Linked DNA regions of Sus scrofa: region 1 is linked to region 2. The links are chromatin contacts, called in public Hi-C maps. All regions are on one chromosome and are shown on one strand. Each heading gives the region's core, a stretch centred on a gene start, on an enhancer-like site or on the middle of the called end of the contact. The rest is flanking DNA. Distances are from core to core; before and after follow the strand shown.

Evidence for each region. Hi-C and Micro-C count contacts between places; a contact is called where the count stands out from the background.
Region 1: a Hi-C map of liver shows a contact between it and region 2, with 1.7 times the contacts expected there. The contact joins the enhancer-like site here to the promoter of PPP3R1 in region 2. A contact is called at or near these places in 1 of 5 promoter capture datasets (liver), 11 of 47 Hi-C or Micro-C datasets (embryonic fibroblasts, epiblast stem cells, heart right ventricle and 6 more) and 2 of 2 datasets of contacts at active chromatin or transcription factors (alveolar macrophages and skeletal muscle).

What each region holds. Positions count from the first base shown.
Region 1 is chr3:74,037,334-74,042,729 of Sscrofa11.1, forward strand. PPP3R1 (calcineurin subunit B type 1) reads left to right here. Exons shown (of 6, transcript XM_021087426.1): 2 at 3,038-3,077. Among named protein-coding and RNA genes, the nearest start is that of PPP3R1, 35 kb to the left of the region's middle. Within about 2 kb of position 3,383, at least 3 of the 83 cell types and tissues checked have an H3K27ac peak or open chromatin away from gene starts, as enhancers often do. A contact at or near this core is called in liver, where this site is marked.
Region 2 is chr3:74,002,705-74,008,236 of Sscrofa11.1, forward strand. PPP3R1 (calcineurin subunit B type 1) reads left to right here and starts at 1,916. Exons shown (of 6, transcript XM_021087426.1): 1 at 1,916-2,424. The coding sequence starts at 2,422.

The DNA of each region.
Region 1 (5,396 bases), core at 2,133-4,632, 36 kb after region 2:
GATGTAAAGAGCTCTTGTGCTAGAAATGGATGAGGACCAAATATGTTTCTTATAATGTATCACAATATATTTAGGATTATTGTATCTTTGTAAGGAATTGACCTTTTTAAAATTATGCAGTATTGAGGTTAGTAGATGCAAACTCTTGTATTTTTAGAATGGGCATATATATGTATAACTGAGTCACCTTGCTCTGCAGCAGAAATTGGCACAACATTGTAAATCAACTATAATTTAAAATTTTTAAAGTAAACGAAATTATGAAATAGTCCTCTTTATCCCTGGCAGTATTCTTTGTTCTGAATTCTGCATTGTCCAGTTTTGCTAGCCACTGAATCTTTCTTTTGATTATTATTATTTGTGTGATGTATCTTTTTCCGTCTTTTAAGTTTCAACCTATCTATAAAATAGGCTTCTTGTATGTAGATAGCATATCGTTCTGTCTTTTAATTAGTTATTAGACCACTTACAATGAACATAACATATTTTTTAAAATGTTTGGATTTAAATGTACCATTTTGCTATGAGTTACTTCCTATTTTTTTCTGATTTGACTTTTGTTCCTTCCTATTTATCTACCTTTCTTTGGATTGGGTATTTTTATGATTCCATTTTATTTATTTTCTTAATTAGAAGGTATTGCTCTAGGGTTTACAATTTGCATCCTCAACATAATGCTCTACTTTTCCAATAATGGTCTTTCCCTCATGGTTTAAGATCTTGACAACATATATCAAATTTTTCTGTAACATTTGTGCTGTTTTTGTCATACACTTTTTTCTATACATTATATATCCCACAGCATATTGTTATATTTGTGTTATTTGTATTCCAGAGACACTTAAAAATGAGAAATATGTCTTTTATATTTATTTACCATTTCTGGTCATCTTCATTCCTTTCTCTAGATCCAGATTTCCATCTAGTATCATTTTTAGTCTCCCTAAATAATTTTCTTCTGACATTTCTTATTGTGCCATGTGTATTAGAGCCTTTTTTTTTTTTTTAAGTTTTTGGTTATCTGGAAAAAAATTTTACCTTAATATTTAAAAGATATATTTTCTGGGCATAAGATTAGACAGGTTGAGGTTGAAGTAAGTTTAGGAGAGAGAGAAGGCATCATTGTTGGAGAAGCACTGAGAAGCCCTAGCCAGGTTGGTCCTTGTGTCTCAAAGTACTCCCTGAAACCACCCCATAACCCTTTTGACCTCACTTATGAAAAACGATTACAATATTATTTAGAAACAAAACAAAACCTCACAATGGCAGTCTAAGGTGTCATTAAACTTTTTTGAGAGCCTCATAAGAAGCATACTTAGTTGTAAGGTAGAGTGGAATGATGTTTTTTTAAAGGGTATTTTAGAAATTTGGACAGGAAAAATCTGTGAAACAGTAATAGGTAGGAATCATGTTAGTAATCTCAAGGTCAATAAAATGAGGTGTAATCTAAGTGCAACTTAATCTCTGTTCTTTAATAATGTCATTTTATTAATGTTTGATACTTCTATCTTTAAAACATATTTGATATTTAAAGTGATGTAAAATTAGGCTAACTAGTTCTAGAAGATTATCTGGTATAATGTTCAAGGAAAAGACTAATTATTGCCAGCAAGATAATAATTGAAGATGCTAATTTCTAATAACCATTTCTTAGACTTTAAGTTTACTCAGAATAAGAAATACTTTTTGGAGTTTAAAAGCTATCCAGGGAGTTCCCGTCGTGGCGCAGTGGTTAACGAATCCGACTAGGAACCATGAGGTTGCGGGTTCGGTCCCTGCCCTTGCTCAGTGGGTTAACGATCCGGCGTTGCCGTGAGCTGTGGTGTAGGTTGCAGACGCGGCTCGGATCCCGCGTTGTTGTGGCTCTGGCGTAGGCCGGTGGCTACAGCTCCGATTCAGCTCCTAGCCTGGGAACCTCCATATGCCGCGGGAGCGGCCCAAGAAATAGCAACAATAACAACAACAACAACAACAAAAAAGACAAAAGACAAAAAAAAAAAAAAAAAAAAAAAAAAGCTATCCAGCCATACTAAAATGGTATTTCATATTTCAGGCTGTATTTAATAACTTCTTAGGATATATAAGTATATTCGGATATTTAATTGTATATTCTGTTGTGCATTTACTGCTAGACAGGGTCAAAATTAGATGGAATATAGGATGCATGGTATACTTAATTTTATTGCTGAATTTTAAAAATTCAATTTATATTACTTTAAATTCTGTAGACTTTTAACAAGATCTTCATGATTTTTATGTCCTGTGAGTCTTTTATACTTGGAATTTGTACAGCTTTAGGTTTAGAACTACTCCTGGTTCCATTACTAATCAAATGGTATGGAAACCAGCTTACTTGACCACCTCCCTGGATCCAGTCATCAAGAGTTGTTAAACATAGGCATTGGGTCAGGTCTGTAGCTTTCCTACAGCATTTTTTCCCTAAAATAATTTTTTTTGGGGGGGGGGAGTTTAGCAGTCCAGGCAAATTGTATTAACTTGGAGTTTATCAATAAGACTTCTCAAGAAAAGAAAAATCTGGAGTCAAAGTGGCTATCTTACATTGCATCTATGTTCTTATTTTAGTTACATAGCATATAGAATATTCTGTTTCAATGCAGGTATAAATGGTAACATTTTTGTTTTCTTAACAACTTTGCATTCTCAGGAAACTATTCAGTTAAGTAGAAATGGCAAGAGAAGCTTTATATCCAAAAATGAGTTTGCCCAGCAAGATAAATTAGAGCATTGACAGTCTCTAGTGCATTAAAATTTGATATATAGTATGTTTAGGGTATTAAAAATATTTAAATTTTAATCATTTGAATAAATCTTAAATGACAGAGCCCCAACTCCGGCCTTTTTGATTCAAAAGCTTTTTAGCATATTGTATAATTTTTTCTTATCAAAAAATATTTGCAGACCTAGACATACTCATTTATGGCTTATTTCCCAGTGTTTTGTGACTGACGATATTTAAATTGAATCTTTTAAAGACACTTGTGCCAATTTTGTGACTAATTTTTTTTTTCTCCTCCAGGGAAATGAGGCGAGTTATCCTTTGGAAATGTGCTCACACTGTAAGTCAAATATTCTTATCGAGAACTTCTTTTGTTTTCACATCTCTAGATGTTTGTACATAAATCATCTGTAGAGATACTCCATGAATAGCAGAGTTATCCTTTAAATATTTTACATGGGCAGTAAATTTGACTTAGTGTTTTTAAGTTACCACAATAGGGAAACATTTTTTTATAGACCTCTTTTTTAGTAGTATCTGCTGCCCTCTGTTGTAGTTACAAATTGACCCTCAAATGCCAGTGGCTTACCCCAGGAAGTTTTTCAGATTAACAAAGCTTCAGGTCAGCAGATAACTTGTTTAATTTGTGATTATGTAAAAGAAAGGGCTAGTTGGAGGCAGCACTTTGGTGGACTAAGCAGCTATTGCACAAGACCTTTCTGAGGAAAAGGGGGAGTGTAAGAAGTGTGGGTGGACTGGTTATTCTCTGACATGCTAGAGAATACAAAGAAAGAAAATGACAATCTTAGAGATTCTTGATTCAAGGATCACAGGGCCAGGGAGCTCGAAATCAAAAGGTCTCTTGTGTGGAAGTACAGTGATTGGGAAAGAGGGAGATGATGAAAATTGGAATGGGGACCCTTGGTAAATTTAGATACCATCGTGAGGGCCCAGAGTTCCCAAACCATCCTGAATGTTCCTTGTCCTTTCCGCTGTCCCTGGCTGGTCCTGCCTTGTTTAGAGACATCTCATCTCTTTGCAATGAGAATTCTCTTCTTTTTTGTCCTACTAAAAGTGTATCCTCATTACTTAGGTTTTAGTTATCTCCTTTTCCCAGAACACTAGTCAGTTTCTTTCATTCTCATCAATGCCTTTGCTTGCTGTGAGCCCTGAGTAAATGCTCTTTCATCAGCTCTTTTCTTGACTGACTTCACTGTCTTTCAGATCTCAGCATATATGTCACCTCTTTGGAGATTTTTTTTCTTTTTCTCTCAACTCCCTTCATATTCTCACTAACATGGGTGGTACCTTATTTATTTTCTTTATAGCCGTTACTTTAAGCTTAAATTACTTGTTGCTTAATTCACTTACTCCATTTTATTTTGCATTTTGTAACTTCTACAATTTTTAAAACTTTTTTATGGTCATACCCTATGACCAATTACCCACTGTTCTGCCATTCCAACTACTATTTACATTTTATTTTACAGTTTCTTTCCAGGCTTTCCATTATTATGATCATATGTAGGTATATATTTTTGTTTTAAACATGAAGATAAAATGTTGCATCCAGTGTGTTATTAGAATTGACCCAAACCAGGAGTTCCCTTTGTGGCTCCGGGGGTTAAGAACCCAACTAGTATTCATGATGATTCAGGTTTGATCCCTGGCCTTGATCAGTGGGTTAAGGATTTGGTGTTGCCGTTAGCTATGGTGTAGGTTGCAGATGCAGCTCGGATCCTGTGTTGCTGTGGCTGTGATGTAGGCCAGTGGCTACAGCTCTGATTCGACCCCTAGCCCAGGAATTTCTGTATGCTGTAGGTGCAGCCCTAAAAAGACCAAAAAAAAAAAAAAAAAAAAAAAAAGAGAGAGAGAGAGAATTGACCCAAACCAAATAATTATGACTATCTAGATCTGTGTTGCTAAACACTGCTTATCTGTAGTTTTGTTACTGAAGTTTTTTTTTTTAGAACACAGCCATGCCTGTTTGTTCACATACTGTCTTTGGTGGTTTTTGTGTACAATGGCAGAGTTGAGTAGTTGCAATAGATATATGGCCCGTGAAGCCTAAAATATTTACTATCTGAGCTCTCAGCAAATTTAATGAATCTGTTACAGACTTATAGCCATCTTCTGGATTTGAGAACTATCACTTCTCCACTGTCTAATCACTGACATGTAGTCAGGATAGAGTACTTATAGACTAGTGCTCTGAGGGGTTATCTCTATCTCCAATTATGATCTTAATGTGTCAGCTGTATAGTTTCTTTAGAATTGAAAGGGTTCTCAAAATTGTGCCTCGCTGCTTGCTGTTCGGCTTAATCCTGTGGTGTAATTATTCCTTTGGAGGCCTGTGGGCAAGAAGGAGGTGTGGTAGCAGGTAGGATTTAGTCTGCAAATAGAGTTGGGATAGGCTGTTGGAGGTACAGCTCTGATAGAAATGAGGTACTAGGAGATTAGCTTTTGTTTCTTCATTAGGGAACAAAGGTCTTAAGGGGACAGGTGTATCCCAGGTTCTTATCTTCTGCTCTCCCTTTAAATCTGGGAGTGAGGGTTCTTAACTTGACTGCAAAGAAAAATCTACCAGGGCAGAAGGCAAGATGGATATTCCCTTTAGTACATCTAGGATGGCAAAAGCCATGTTTTTTGTTTTTTGGGT
Region 2 (5,532 bases), core at 666-3,165:
CACAAAGCCTGGAGAATATAAGTGGTGAACTCTGGTAGACTTGCAGAATGACCTTGTGTCTCTTGCTTTTATCAGTCACAGAGGTTAAGCAATCTTTCACAGTGCTCTGCTCTTGAATTTCTGATTTAGGTTCACAACAGATATCTGTTGAATAATTATAATCTGAACTGGCTGAAACCATGACAAAATTACGGGTTACTCAGCCTACTGCATCCATATAGCTCAAATTCCTTCTTAGTATTCAATCCTCAGTCAAAATGATAATTTGATTTTCACTAAATATGTCCAAGGGACACACACACACACAAATGCAGCTACAGTGATTATCTCTGAGAAATGGAGTTGAGGAGGAGGAATTTTTTTAATATTGTACTTAAAAAAAAAACAAGCCTGCCTTATTTTATGATGAAAAGCTAATGAAAAAATAATACACCTAAAAAAAATGTAAACGACAATTTGCCTTAGGGATTTCCCTGTTTTGGAATACATTTTGTCATCTAAATAGCAACATAGCTCTTAGAATAAAAGGTGGAAGAAACAGGGTCAATTCTTGGCCTTTCCTTGATACAGCTTATCAGTCTAAGTTACTTTTCCTTAATTATCCTGACACGGAAGCAAGGTAGTTCTTAAAGAAAAGGGGGGTTGCAGGGAGACCTAGGGCACATCACTGAGCTATTAGAAAAGATGAGTGTTTATCATATAGAAAAAAGGTTAGCGTGGAAAAACAGAACTCTCACATAAGGAGCTTTAACAGACTGCCTTTAAAAACAGTGGTTTTATAAAATTACCCAAAATAGTTTGTCCATAAGGAGTTTCTGACCACTCAGTAAACATCTCTTGCTATTTCTCGCGCGCGCGCGCGCACACACACACACACACACACACACACACACACACACACACACACACACACACATGATTACCAAGCTCTGAAGAGGTTAAAACTGTTACAAATGTTTTCTTCATTATCTATACCACGCTTCTCCTGGCAGCTCCCGCCTCCCTTCTGAACATAACTTTCCTCCTTATGCTTTTCTGGACTCCATTTCCTACTGGTAGTCTGAATTTTCCGGGAATGGTAATTGCCACCAAAGTGGATACAGCCCCGCTAAAGGGACAAGTGGGCATTCTGTCTTCTAACGTTTTTCAAAAACAAACACTGCTGTTCCGCGTCAAATGGTAGCTTGAAGGGTTTAAGGAAAATATCGAGCTGGGTGAGAAAGGCTTTGCGGTAGTGGAAGGCAACCCCTCTAGTCGGTTGTGCAGTGACTTCCTGCGCCTTAAGCTGCAGCCAACTCTGGCTCTCCAACCCGGCTCCCGACTGCCAACCCACACTGGAGTGTGGGCCTGCGGCTGCTGCACCCGGGTGACAACAGCCTAGATGTGCCATACATTCTGTAGGGGGTCCAAGCCGTCACAGTGATGCAAAGATACCTGTCCTCAAGCGCAAATTGATTCCTTCTTGCCCCAGGGCTGGGATTTTCCTTGTGTGTGTGTTTCTGTGTGTGTGCGCGCGCAGAGTCTGGGTGGTTCCGACACCTTAAGGCTGCATATCTAACTGTTCCTCTTCCCCTCGAAGCTCCCACCCCTGAGTCCAAGTCCCCCTCCGCCTAGTGCTCGCGCACCCCTCGCATTTCCTCCTTCCCCGCCCAGGCCAGCCTTCACCCCCCTTCCCCCTCCCCCCAGTGCTCCGCGCCCGCCTCCAGCCACATGACAGGAAGGGCTCCGCCACGCGACGTCACCGACGTCCGCGCCCCCGCCCCCGCGCTTCCCCCGCCCCGCACGCTGGGGGCGGCCGGCGGAGGGAAGAACGTGGTCGGCGCGCTCTGCGCTCCCCAACCAGAGCTCGCCAGAGCGCCGCGGCGGCCGCCGCCGAGCCGGCGCGCGAGTTCCCGGATGTGCGGCGCTCGCGGAAGCCCCGCCCCCGCCGCCGGCTCCACGCGCGCCCCCGCCCTTCGCCCCGCGCGCTGCTGCGCTCCGCTTTCCCCTCCCTCTCCCGCCCTCCCCCTTTTTCGTGCCTTGAGGTTGCGGGTCAGCACAAGCCACTGCAGTGAGTCCGTCACGGCTCCGGCGCGAGCGCGAGGCTGCAGCCCCCAAGCCGCCTGGCCCATACTCCCCCCGTCTCCTCGCCTGTCTCTCCCCCTTCTCGCCGTCTCTCCTCCCGCGCTCTCCGTCTCTGAATCTCGACCTCAATTTCTCTTCTCCCCGCCCGCTCCCTCGTGCCCAGTCACCCGGCCGGCGCGGTCCCCGCGGCGCCGCCTCCCCTCCCCCAGCCCGCACCCCCTCCCCCGCGGGCGTCCCGCGGGCCGCAGCCACCCCGGCCGAGCGTAGCTGGGCCGCCGCCGCTGCCGCTTCCTGCGGGAGCCCGTCTGAACGCCGACACTCTTCTCCGCGCGAGCGAGCCGCCGACCGCCCAGCAAAATGGTGAGCCCTCTGTTTCCCCACGCACCATCTCTCCCCACTCGCCGCTTCCAGGGGCGGGGGCGGGGAGAGCTCGGACACCCCCGGGCGGCTTCCCCCGGTGGAAAATTCGAGAGACCCGTGAGAACCCTCGCGGCTCGGGGGCGGCGGGCAGCGGATTGACAGCACCGCGGGGCTCCCGCGCCCGCCCCCGGGCCTCCGCGGGGCGCCCCTCCACCCCCTCCCCCGGCGCCCCCGGGATTCCGCCTGGGCCTCGACCCCCGCTCCCCCGGCCACCCGCCCGGGGCTGTCCTCTGGTCGGCCGGCTTTTCTTGTCTCGGGACCCTCCTCCACGTGGAGCCCCCTTCACCCCCAGACTCACTCTCAAGTTCGGGGAGATTCCGAAATCCTGTGGAAATCATATGTGGCAAATGGCTCTTTATATAAGACCCACTTTCTCTCCAGAGCTGCTCTTTCTCCCACTCACTCTATTTTCAAGCAGTGAGTCTTGGCAGGAATCCTGCCACTTACTTCCCTCTCTCCCGCTAGTGTTTATTTCACTGCCTTTTGCAATCTTACGGGGTGGGTTTGTTTGTTTTTCGCTGCTGCTCTTCTCTCTGCAGCGGCGAACCGGAAAGGTCCAAGGTGTAGATTCAGGAAAAGAGTCTAACTCGGCTTTTTACAAACGGGGAGACTTGGTTTTTTATTAATGCTTACTTACTGCCCAGGGTTTTTCGTTTTCTTTGTTACCTTCGAAAGTCTCTCCTGTGCTGGTTGTTTTTGAATCATGGCGATTTAAATTTGTCTTTCCCTACGCTCACTTTAATCCCTAGGTAGAATTCACTGCTGTAGTGTTTCAGCCCGACGCTAGGGGTGTGTCTGTCTCCCGCCTCTGTCACTGTAGCCAAGAAATCAACGACGCCCTTTTAGCCTGTTACCTTACCGGTTCTCTCGCCCGGGCTAGCCGGTGGAGTTTCCTCTTTGTAATCAAGAATTGCATGCACAGTAGAAAAAGTTTGCAGGGCTTTTTTCATACATGTCAGATAGCCGGGCATGTAATTTAGTTTTTTTTTTTTTTAAAGCTTTTTACACAGTTGACCAAAGATTTTACGACGGATTCGTTGACGTTGAGTAATTTCTTGTACCTTTCACTGTATGGTGTTTCACCTTGTGTAGAGTTTATGTCAGGATAGCGTGGTGGGTGAGCGAAAGGAGAAATTCTGTTGCTTGCAGCTTAAGAGCAGTTTGGTGCGATTGTGAGGAGAAAAAAAAGTGAAATTAGTTAAGCTGGCTTTTATGTGAAACACAGGGCAGATGATTGAAGCGCACTGATGGGTGTACTTAAAAATCCACATTAGGAGCAGACTTAATAAATGTTTAGTGATTTCGAGATACAGAAGTTTTTCCCTGCCAACTTGGGAGGTACCTCAGAGACAATTGTGCCTTCAAAGTCAAAACTTAGGTTTTTCCAAAGTGTTGCAGAAAACAAGTTAGATTAGAGCCATTCATAGTACAGACTTTCATTTGGGGAGGTCATAATCTTTTGGAGTTTTGAATTGCACTTTAGTGCTTTAATACAAGTTCCTTTACCTGAAGGTCAGGATGTTGACGATCTTTGTCGTTGCAGTGAAATGTTTTTACCTGTGTTAATAAACAATACATTTTGAGGAACAGTGATCTAGTCTTGCTGTTTATTTAGTATATAGCAGAATGATAAGGTTTCCAGGTGGTTTTTCCTGCCGTGTTGCATCCTCCCAGCCCCTTCTCTCTCCCCTTTTTGAACAATAGGCTGAATTTGGGAAATCCTCTTTTAGTTAGCTCTTAAATTTATCTTCCTGGTACTCAGTATTTCCTTTTCTTTCAAAAATATTTTAAAATTACCGTAAGATATTGTTTTCTTCCAGGTCAGTATTTCCCTCTGTCTTTCCAGTTTCCTTTTTAGTATTTATTTTCTGATTCACTCTTGGCTCTTTTTCTGCTGTCCTCTCAATACCATTTCAGGACATAATTTGTCATGGCAGTGGCGTCTCAACTTTTAGCAGTATGTTGGTCTGCTGAATATAGCACTGGTTTGAAAGTATCAAAACTAGCTCAGCTCTGCCATATGGAATATTGATGAACTCAAATTGGACTTTAGAGTGATCTAATCCATTTTTCTTGTTAATTGAGTATATGGTTCTGAAAACTGACTCCTTTTGGAAAATCTTTGTAGCTCTTACTGAATATCATGGGCAATTTGCATTTTTATCAACAGACTTAATTTACGTGTTAATTTATAAATTTCATTGATTTGTTCAAGTAAGGGGAAAGTAAAAAGTTTTGTAGATTGAATTGAATGTATCAAGAATCTTTTTTGATGGTTATTAGTTTTAGGTGCTATGTTAAAGGTAGCCTACTTTTTTCCTGAGAGTTATGTCTTTTCCTCCATCTCAATTTGTCTTAAATTGTTGAGCAGTGGGTTGAAAATTATGCACATGTACAAAAATGTGAGTACTGCGCTCCTCAGAATTTTCCTTGAACCATTAACAGTTGTCTATGATTAATTAAATAAATGAATTTATTATTAATATCTTTTTGGCTGCACCTATGGCATGGGGAAGTTCTGGGGCCAGGGATTGAATCTGTGACACGTCAGTGACAGTGCTGAATCCTTAACTCACTGAGTCACCAGGGAACTCCATAATGTTTATTTATTGAAATAACTGAATATTACAGTTTTTTCTCTACCTAGGGCATATATAATTTTAGATAGAGAACTTCAATATTACATGCAGAGGTAGATAAAGAATAATTAAATAGAATGTTTGATTAGGTCCCCATGATTGAAAACAGTCTCTGAGTAATTTTTGAAGGAGTAGATTTTATAGAAGCGTTTTTAGAAAGTTAACTTTTCATTTATCAGATACAGTTTTTGCTACATTCTTAGTATAATTTAGAAATATGATCTGGTTTTTAGTGTCTGTTTTTGTTGGAGTAGGTAGTGCACATTTTGTTCTGGATCTATGTGTGAATGAACATACTGTGTAAATATTCTTTATATTTTGCTTCTTAGGACAACCTTAAATTTTATGAGACCTTTTATGTTTTAAATTTTTAAACTTTTCATTTAAATTATGTCTACCATCTGTAAAT